Regions from separate parts of the Macaca mulatta genome. Here region 2 is linked to region 1. A link is a contact called in public Hi-C data. All regions are on one chromosome and are shown on one strand. The core of a region is the stretch at or near the end of the contact, and the rest is flanking DNA. Distances in the headings are between cores, read along the strand shown.

Region 1 (4,810 bases), core at 1,780-4,279:
TATAAAAACTACAACCAAAAATGTAAGATAACCTACTAAACAGTACATGGAAAGTGCTAAGTGGGCTTCTCATTTGTCAACCATGACAAATTCATTTAGAGTATCCACCACTTACAAAACACTGTTATTTCTCCCAAGGATATAATATTATCTTTGCCCAATGGGAACTGACAGTCTAGCTAGAGAAACAGGCCATTTCCACAGTTGTTAATGTTAGAAGCAACAAAAGATGTCAGGAAGGACAAGGGTTTTAGACACATTCACATAAGAATTTCAGTGCTGGGCGCTAGCAGCTCATACCTATAATCCCAGCACTTTGGGAGGCTGAGACTGGAAGATCACTTAAGGCCAGAAGTTTGAGACCAGTCTGAGAAACACAGGGAAAGTCCGTCTCTTTAAAAAAGGAGAAAAGTAGCCAGGCATGGTGGTGTGCACCTGTAGTCCCAGCTACTCAGGGGGCTGAGGTAGGGGAGATCAAGGCTGCAGTGAGCTGTGATCATACCACTGCACTCCAGCCTGGGCAACAAAGTGAGACCCTGCCTCAAAAAAAAAAAAAAAATTCAGTGATTTATACAAGCTGCGAACTTTGGACAAGATACTCAATTTTCCTCACCTGTAAGGGCAGGCTAAAAATCTACATCTCAGGACTCTTAATAAAGCTTAATGAGAAAATTCATGAAAAAAATAGTTAGAAACCTAACATTAGTTAACTCCCCTGTGAAGGAGCATGAACTACTAAGTGTCAGTGATTGGAAATATCAATATTTTCTGCAGCAAAGATAAAGAATTTGATTTGCTTAAAAAAAAAAAAATCAAAACCAAAATTTCCAACCCTTATACTTGAAAGCTCTTTTGTGGAGACAGCTGTGTCATTTGTCAATGAGGTTTATCATTTATAACAGCAGCAGAGTTAAACATGTAGAGGGCTCACACTGTACAAAATTTAAACAACGATAAACAGGAGCACATTCATGTCAAAAGATTTTGACGAGGTGTCATATTTTTGTGTAAAACTGCCCATCTTAAAAGGAAAACTACCATTTAAAGTAAAAATGTATGGCAACCATAGGCTATGGCACATGCCTAAATCCCATCTATTCAGGAGGCTAAGGCAGGAGGACAGCTTGAGCCCAGGGGCTTGAAGCTGTAGTGCACTATGATTGCTTCTGTGAATACCCACTGTACTCCAGCGTGGACAACACAGTAAGACCTTGACCAAAAAAAAAAAAAAGAAAAGAAAAGAAAGAAAGAAAGAAAAAGAAAAAATAAAAAAGGAAAGAAAAAAAAGTGGCTGGCAACTAAATGCAATCTGGTATCTAGGATTGAATCATGGCAACGGTAATCTGAACAAAGTCTTTAGTTAACAGTGATGTACCTATGTTAATTTCTAACTTTTGACAAATGTGCAACTTTTCTATAAATCCAGAAGTATTCCAAAATATAAAAAGTTTTTTTAAAAAAGTGGATGACAAAGTAATGACAAACATACACAGCATTCTTACCACTTGATTTTGAATCTCCTGAGGACAGTTGGCCTTACAAAGCAAAGGCTGTGAAATCAGTCAATGCTTGCCAATTCTGCAACCTATTCTAAAGCATAACTCTACATGGAACATCTTGGGTTATAGTATTTCTAACTTTTAAAGAGACGTAACTTGTCCACTTTTACCTAGCATATTCTTGCAAAATACCGCCTTTATGGTAACTGAATATTGTTATTACAAAACCAGTACGTTTCTAACAGTTCTGCCTTTCTCTTCTTGAATAAGACATTTACTCAATGAGAACATAAGCATCTCTTACCACATATAAGGTATAACATGAATTTGGAAGTCTAATAAAAAGTGACATTTCTGAGCTTAGTGCTAAAGACAAGCATAGTGTTCGATCTGTTTCGATAATAACACAAGCAGTCGAATTCTCTTTAATCTACCACACAAAATTTAAAGAAGACTCAATAAAGTGATATAGAACTCAGAAAGGCATTTTTATTCCCAGGGTCAAATGATGGCCATTACTGACACAACTTTTTTTTTTCCCAAAAGTACACCTACATTTATCAGGAAGCACAGTAAGTGTTTGTGAACTTTACTAGCTGTGTGTTCATCAAGATGGCTGAAGCTTTCACACACTGGAGCCTACAAGTAAAGAGTTTACTTGCATACCAGAAGGCAAATCTCATGCTACAAACTGGTGTCAAAGGTTTATGGCAGCACCAATTTCAATGAGTGCACCGTACACACATGCATTCATACACACAATGTCATTGATAATCTCAGTTGTGGCATTCCCTAACCCTTTTTTAATACACATGTGGAATTTAGAGGACAGTTTTCAAATTTGAAAGAAACCTTAATCATCTTTTCATAGTTCAAAAAGGGAAAAAAATAAACACAGCAATGCAGCAAAGTCATTTCTCCAGCTGAAATGACCTCCAGCTTCTTCGGGCTACTCCCGGTTTCGCAATAAGTGAATCTGAGACGCAAACCACGTACACACAAACGGAGTAGAAGCGAACACTAAAGCTTCCCCAACAGTCCCAGCAAAACCCACCTGGCCTTTCCCAATCCTCCCGCTTCCCCAGCCCTTCCCGTCTGCGTGCACGCACAGGTACCTTGACACAGACCAGGAAAAGAGAACAAGATTAATCAGCAGCCAAAATCCTGTTTTATCACTTACAGCCACTATCCAGAAGAGCGACAGTACTACTAACCTGATTTCAGGGAGGCAAAACTAAACCCAGCAGGGTACAGGAGCATAAATTATACGTGTCTGGAACGTCAACCCAGCAGCTCAAGGCAGCTCAGATGACAATTCAACGAAAAGGGTTTCGCAAATGTTATCTCAAATGAACATTTCCACTTCCAAACCACCCACCAACCTCTCCACTGTCAGTACCGAAATTCGGCTGAAGCAACTCGGGATATAAGCAGCAGCATTTCTTACCTTGTACAAATCTCGACATTTTAGGAGTTTAGTAAAATACTCCGGTTTTTTTTTTTTTTTTTTTTTTCTAGAGGAGTCACGCTATAGGGCAGGTCTCTCCTCCTCTCCCGCTTTAACAACCGACGTATTCTTTCTCCTCCTATATTTAACTACTTAAGGGAGTATTTATTAAAAGCCATTAAAACTGGCTCAAAAAAAAAAAAAAAAAAAAAAGGAAGAAAAAGAACAAGAGAAAGAAAAAGAAAAGAAAGAAATTCCTTCTCCAATTCCAAAAGATGGAAACTTGGTGCGACTGAGTCGACTTGGGAACTCCTAAGCTCCTGACACAAATGAGGGCCAGCTGGAGACTCCCGGAAAAGGTAAAACCACACGAACTTAAATTTCATCAATGAAAGAGGCGGACCTACAGCGGCTATTTCACCGCCCCCAAGTCCCCACGCCCTTCGGGGCTGGACTGCAGGAGGCACTGGCAGGCCGCGCCCCTAGCTGCCCCCTCCCCGCGCCGCCGTCCAGCCCCAAGCCGCTTCCCCGGAAAACCCCGGTTAACAGCGGCTCCCGCCCAAGCAGGGGTCGGGGAGGCGGGCGAGGCCGGCAAGCGGGGGCAGTGCAACCATTTTCACCAGCCATAAATATCCTGGGACTAGGAGGCGCTACCAATTCCACGCTCTGGCGGGCCGACCCGTCGGGGCCTCAGCTCCCTGCCTTCCCGCCTCGAGCAGTGAAACCTGGCCGCAGCTTTTCCTCGGGAAGGGCCGAAGGCTACGCTGCCCCTCCCCCGAGCGGACACTAAGGGGTAACCGGCTAGGGATAGACCCGTGCACCGGCGCGGGAGTCCCAAGGAAGGGCCCTGACCCTTCCCACATATTCTCGCCCCGCCTGCACTGCGCTCCTCAGAATCCCAAATTCCGCCTCTGAGACTACACAGCGGGCCAGCGAGAGGGGGAAAACACACCCATCCAGGGGATCGCCGGAAGCCCAACCCCGCCCCTCCTCAAGCCGCCAGCGAGACCCACCTTCCTCTTCCTTTAGCAGCTGGGAAATTGGGGGCGTTTATGGCGCCCCGGGAAGAAGGCTCGCAGGCTGAGAGAAAGTCACCTCTGAGGCGCCCTTCTCTCTCTCCCTCTTCCCTCACACATGCACACCTTGAGCCCCTCGCTAACGGTCGCAGCCCAGCTGCTAAGCCCCCCTTGTCCACCCGTCAGCCGGCTCCCGACACCCAAAGCCCCCACTTTCGCCTAAACACCTCCCCTCCCCCTCCATTAGGAGCAGCCCCTTCAATGCGGAAATGTCCCTGCCGCACAGACCGACAGGCGCAGCCACCAGTCAGGAGCCGAGGCGGACGCAGGCTCTGGCCAATGAGATGTGCGGAGGTGGCAAGGGGCGGGGCGTTGCGGCAATTGGGAGCTCGTCGGAGTTGGGCAATGAGCAGTACCCTGGGATCCCGCGCTTGGGAGCGGCCCCTACGGCGGCGTTGCGGCCAGGGAAGCCTCGCCGGTATATCTCAGTAAGGGAGAGCACCTGAGCACGACTGGTTATTTTTCCAATCGGTAAAAAGGTTCCCGCTGAGTAGGGACTGAAGAAAGCTCTGCGGATAGAGCCGGAGCTCCCCACAGCAGCTGTCCCGAGGGAGCCCAGACGATTCTCAGGGGACGCTTGCTCCCCTCATCACATCTGGTTGGGGGAAGGTGAGGATGCGTTAGGGAGTAGGCAGTGGCCTGTGTGGGGCCAGCTAACAAAAGGAGGGTTTAGGCGTTGAAAGTGACAAGTGAAGCCTCCCTCACCGGAACCACCACCATCCCCATTGCCCCAGTTCCTAATCCTGTAGAGATTTCTGCTGTAATAGGCATTTACTTTTCTATTCAAC
Region 2 (4,872 bases), core at 967-3,466, 250 kb after region 1:
TCTGCCAAGATCCAAAGAAGGAATGTCTTTGCTCTTAGCAGGGCACCAATGACTTTCCTGCAGATGCATGCTCTGTGCTAACTTCTCAGCTGTAAAGATTGAATTTAAGTGTCTCTGTTATTCCACAGACAGATCCACATATTCCTTTTTCACTTTCAAATTTATATATATTTCTAAATTACATGCATTTCTATAACACAAAAAACTAAGCGGTACCATTTAGATTCCTTCCTACAGTTTATTTACTGTCACTCCCTATAGACAACAAGCAAAGAATCCTCCCCTTTGAATGAGCTTACAAAACAAGGCTCTTTTCTAACTCTGTCCATTCACACACTCCCCTGAGGGGGGCAGGGAAATTGAGTCATGTGTGAGTTTGCTGTCAGTTCCAGCAAACTGCCAGACAAATTCTTCCTCATGTTCTGTCTCTGTGTTATCTGGCACCCCAGTGACCTTCCAGCGGTGGGGCCTTACTAGGGAAAACCAGCTAAGAATCTGGGGCCCAAAATCTCTCTGTGACCTTAAGAAAATTATCTGACCTCCCCAGACTACATTATAAGAGTAGATAATATATTCTCCAAATCCCCTTTTAATTCTAGAATTCCAATATTTTGAATTGCAAGGAATAAAGCTATCAAGTAATCTATATGCTGATAACACAGTTGAGTTTGTATATGCAGTATGAACTGGTAACTTCATCCAGAATCTCAGTTAGTAAAAATTAAGTTTTCAGGGAGTTGAGTACACCGTCTCTCCCCCGCTGCAAGACCTCACTGCGGTGGTCCCTATAAAAATAAAAATTCAGAAAGGCTTGATAAGTGTAAGACACAATATAGAAAAGATGGCAAGAGTGTGAGACTCTTGGGACAAATCACATTCTCTCTGGGTCTCGATAAACTCAATTTTAAGATGTGAAGTGGGGAGATTCGTCAAGATGACCTTTAAAAGATCCCATTCAGTTCGAAAAGCAAAAAGTCCAAGGTTCTCACATAATAAGTACCTCTGCTTTCTAGCTAAGATTATTAGGACAGAAACCACTGAAACCTAATTTAAATGACTAATTATGTGACAAAATATATAGGAAACCTAGGTTTAACACCTACTGGAAATTAGTAGCTGTCTCCACTGGCCCCGTTACACAGGCAGAGAGAGTAATGCCCTTGCCTTGAAAACGTTGTCTTTTCAGATTCTGGGAAATTTCCAATTTATTCAAACATTTCTCCACATTCTCCAGCCATTTTAGTATTTTGGACACAAAGTAGGAAAAACAGTCGCAACTATAAATACAAGCAATTGTATTGATAGTAGGAAGCGATTTCTTTGAGTTTGATGACAAATGTCACCTTCAAGCAGTACGCTGAATATTCCTACGTCAGAGTTCCTTCACCAACCCCCTCCTTTCTGCAGAGACAAGCGATGGAGATCTAGGTTATCCAGGTCTTCCATGACAAAATGGTTACTCTGTTACATTTAAAAGAGGTGCTTCTGGAATTCATTACATACAGTTCAACAAAGACTATCCGCAGTAGTTATTGGCTACTGATGCCGTCACTTCAACATATCCTGGCATTACAAAACAGGTCAATGAACGGGTTCCAAATAACATTTTGAGAAATCAGACATGGCGGAAACACGTCTCCTGCAAACGCAGATCGTAATCTGGACCACCAGGTAAATACTACCTTTCCAGCTTTTAGCTTTCAAGGGCCCTGTGACAAAAGCTCTTATAAACACTGGGCTAATGAGGAGAAAAAGGGGTTAGCACCCAACCTTTCCCTCCCATCGCAAACCTTATTGTCCTTATCAAACAAACCCCGTAACATCCTTTGGAAAATAGCTGCAGCGTCGTATTCTGTCCTCCCGCCATGCAGCAGGATTAAGATCGCGCCTCTCCCAGGACAACTACTTCTCCAGAATCCTCCTAAGAGCGCCCTATGCCCCGCAAGGTGGAAATCAATCCCTTCCCAATTACTGGGTCACTGCGACAATCCCAAGAAGATGAGTCCGAGCTTGTCAAAGAGCGCGAAGGACGGCGCCTTGCACAGCTGCCTCCCAAAAGTCCCTAAAGTGCAAGAAACCCCACAAAAGGGCGCGAGGGCCAGAGGTGGGCAGGAACCCGGGGCCCACACTCACCATGGCTGAAAACTGCGGGGACAATTTCAACAACTGCAAAATGAGCCTCAGAGAGTCAGGTCACCTCTACCGCGGAACTGACTCGGAGAGGGCGAGCGGTGTTAGCGAGAAAACGCTCCGCTCCCGACGCGGCGCTCTCTGGGAACTGTAGTTTACGCTGCCCTGCTTCTGGCGCAATCTCCAAAGTGTTTCCTTCAAGTGTTGAACTACACTTCCCGATCCGAGGGGTTCTTCTCACTGCTTTCTCACTGCGCTCTGCTCCGATTGCAAAGTAGTCCCGGAGGATGAGCCGCTGTGATTGGAGGACGACGACAAGCGCATGATTTGGGGTCAGGAGGAAAGGACCAGCCTGATGGCGCCCGGCAATTGGCGGGAGAGATTTTGTTTGTAACTCCAGGGAGGAGAGAATGACCCCTTAGCGACATCACCCCCCACGCGCGTGACTGAGACTTCGTCCTCCCGTGAGGGTAAACGTGGGAGGTAAAGAGACCTTCCGCTGCGTAAAGCTGGCTCGACCCGGAAACAAAATCATTTAAAAAACGATTCACACTCTGGAAGGGCGGGGGAATTGATGAGTTGGGACGACCGGACAGCTTCTCAGGTTGCTAAGCGACGATGCGGGAGCTCGCGCACACCCCGGACTCTTTGTAACACCTGAGGGAACTGTGGTGGCGGCGGCGGCCTGGAGACCCAAGAGACCAAGTGAGCTTGTCCCTCCCTCTCGGGTCCAAGGACCTAGTACAGGAACCTTCTGCCCGGGTAGTGTCTGGTGATGAGGCGAGAGTTTTGCCGGGACGCCTACTCCGAAGCGGCCAGGAGTCGCGCTTCTTCCCCATCCCGAGGCAGGTGAGCCCTGGCCCGAGGGCAAGGGGTTGTCTTTTAACCTTAAGAGTCCGGACTGCGGTGGTGCGCCGTCCCACTTTGCTTTTATTCACTGGGCGGATGCCTGCTAGTTCGCGGGTGCCTTTACTGAGCGGAGTATGAGGGGCGTGGGAATGCAACTATTCTGCAGGGGGTGGTGCCCTGGAGTAGGTGCACTCCCGATCTCAAATGGAGCTCTTCCAGAATTACATCAAAAATATTTATTGAGCATCTACTTTGTAGGAGGTGAGCCTCTCCCTTCCAGGACGTCACAGTATACGGATCTAATTTTCTCTAAGCCCTCCGTGAATGTTGAGTTTTGCCCATTCTCTTGGAAGAAACAGGGTGCGCCTTATACCATCTTGAGTCTTAAAGTTATGCCAAACCGGCATTTCTGAGGAAAGACTGGCAGCTGAATGGGAGACGCTGGTTGTTTAGTCAGTCAGTCTGAGCTGGTAAAACAACTTAAGAGGTTCTCTTTACAATTAATGCTGCCAAGAGAATTGCTGTGCTCTTTAAAAGCTTGTTTCATGTGGATGTTAAAAGGAAGATACGATGCTCGGGAGTACCATACACAGCATATACGTAATGAAAATGAATAAAACATCTCGATTAGATAACATTGTTAGAACTTCCGTTTTTTCTCTGTGACTGATAAATGAATGCCAAGTAATATCTTTCAATTTTTCTCTATTTCTGTTTGAGGATTTGCTATTTTTGGAAAGGAATGTAATGCTTTACTTTTAGCATTTATTAATGCACCTGAATGACTCTCCTTGTATCGTTTATTCATTTGGCTCTCAGCCAACATACTTTCCTGGTTTTCCTCTTTTATTACTGGTTCTCAGTCCTTCCGAGTTTTAAAATTTTTTTTAGTTGTGATCTCTTAACATTGGGGTGGCTGTATTCTCTGTCTATACTCAATCCCTCAGTGAGCTGATTCATGCGTTGCATCACTTCAAATGTTACTTTTATGTCAAAAACTCTCTAATTTATGTGTCTAGTCCTGAATTAGTAGATGTACATTGTTCTCAAGCCTAGGTTCTCCGAGTTTTTACTCTCAGCAGTTACGAAAAATTTCTCCCATTTTCCTCCTAAATGAATTATTCCACTAGCTGCTAACAGAAAGATTTTTCCATGTTTTTGTCCTTAAAACTCTCATGATTTTACCTAATGTAAATGACGAGTTAATGGGTGCAGCACACCAACATGTCAGGTATACATATGTAACAAACTTGCACGTTGTGCATATGTACCTTAGAACTTAAAGTATAATAAAACAAACAATCTCATGATTTTTGTCCTTGATTTACAGTGAATTTTACAAGGGAGAGTTTTTATAACCAGAATTCTCACTGCAGTCCTATTCCCATACTCCAACAAGGCCACAAACATGTAAGCCCCCGTATTCCCATCCAGTCCAGACATACAGAATTGAAGTCACCTGTATGGTAGCTCCTGGGCCTTGTTCTGTTTATAGCTAGTTGACCTTGTAAATCAGGTTAAGGAGCATATTAGCACTGATTATAAGTTACCTTTCTCAGGTAATATAATACACTGCAAGAGAAGATGTTTGGTCAGGTGGATATGTCAGCACATTTCCAATTATACTAATAAGATTGTCTCTGTTCTCTTCCTTTTGAACTGTCTTTGGTAATAGCTAATGTCAAGTAGCACAATATGTCATTGCACGTTCATTGTGAGTTTGAATCTCCAGGTGGTTTGTGAATGTGTTGCAGACTTTCATATTTTGTTAAGGCCACAAACAGAGCATTAAACTGTTGTGCTATATTTGGAGATATACTTAACATTTTTTTTTTTTGGCCCAGCCTCTCATTATTTAGTAAGGTAATATTTAATTCAAATTGTAGAAAATGT

What was found. Hi-C and Micro-C count contacts between places; a contact is called where the count stands out from the background.
Region 2: a contact with region 1 is called in a Hi-C map of liver, with 2.4 times the contacts expected there. The contact joins the promoter of MDH1 here to the promoter of UGP2 in region 1. A contact is called at or near these places in 2 of 14 Hi-C or Micro-C datasets (fetal cortex germinal zone and liver).

What each region holds. Positions count from the first base shown.
Region 1 is chr13:60,902,884-60,907,693 of T2T-MMU8v2.0, forward strand. It overlaps UGP2 (UDP-glucose pyrophosphorylase 2), which reads right to left and starts at 3,030. Exons shown (of 10, transcript NM_001261518.1): 1 at 2,947-3,030. The coding sequence starts at 2,965.
Region 2 is chr13:61,150,942-61,155,813 of T2T-MMU8v2.0, forward strand. MDH1 (malate dehydrogenase 1) reads right to left here and starts at 2,217. Exons shown (of 10, transcript NM_001320106.1): 1 at 2,134-2,217. It overlaps WDPCP (WD repeat containing planar cell polarity effector), which reads left to right and starts at 2,799. Exons shown (of 18, transcript XM_015112570.3): 1 at 2,799-2,979.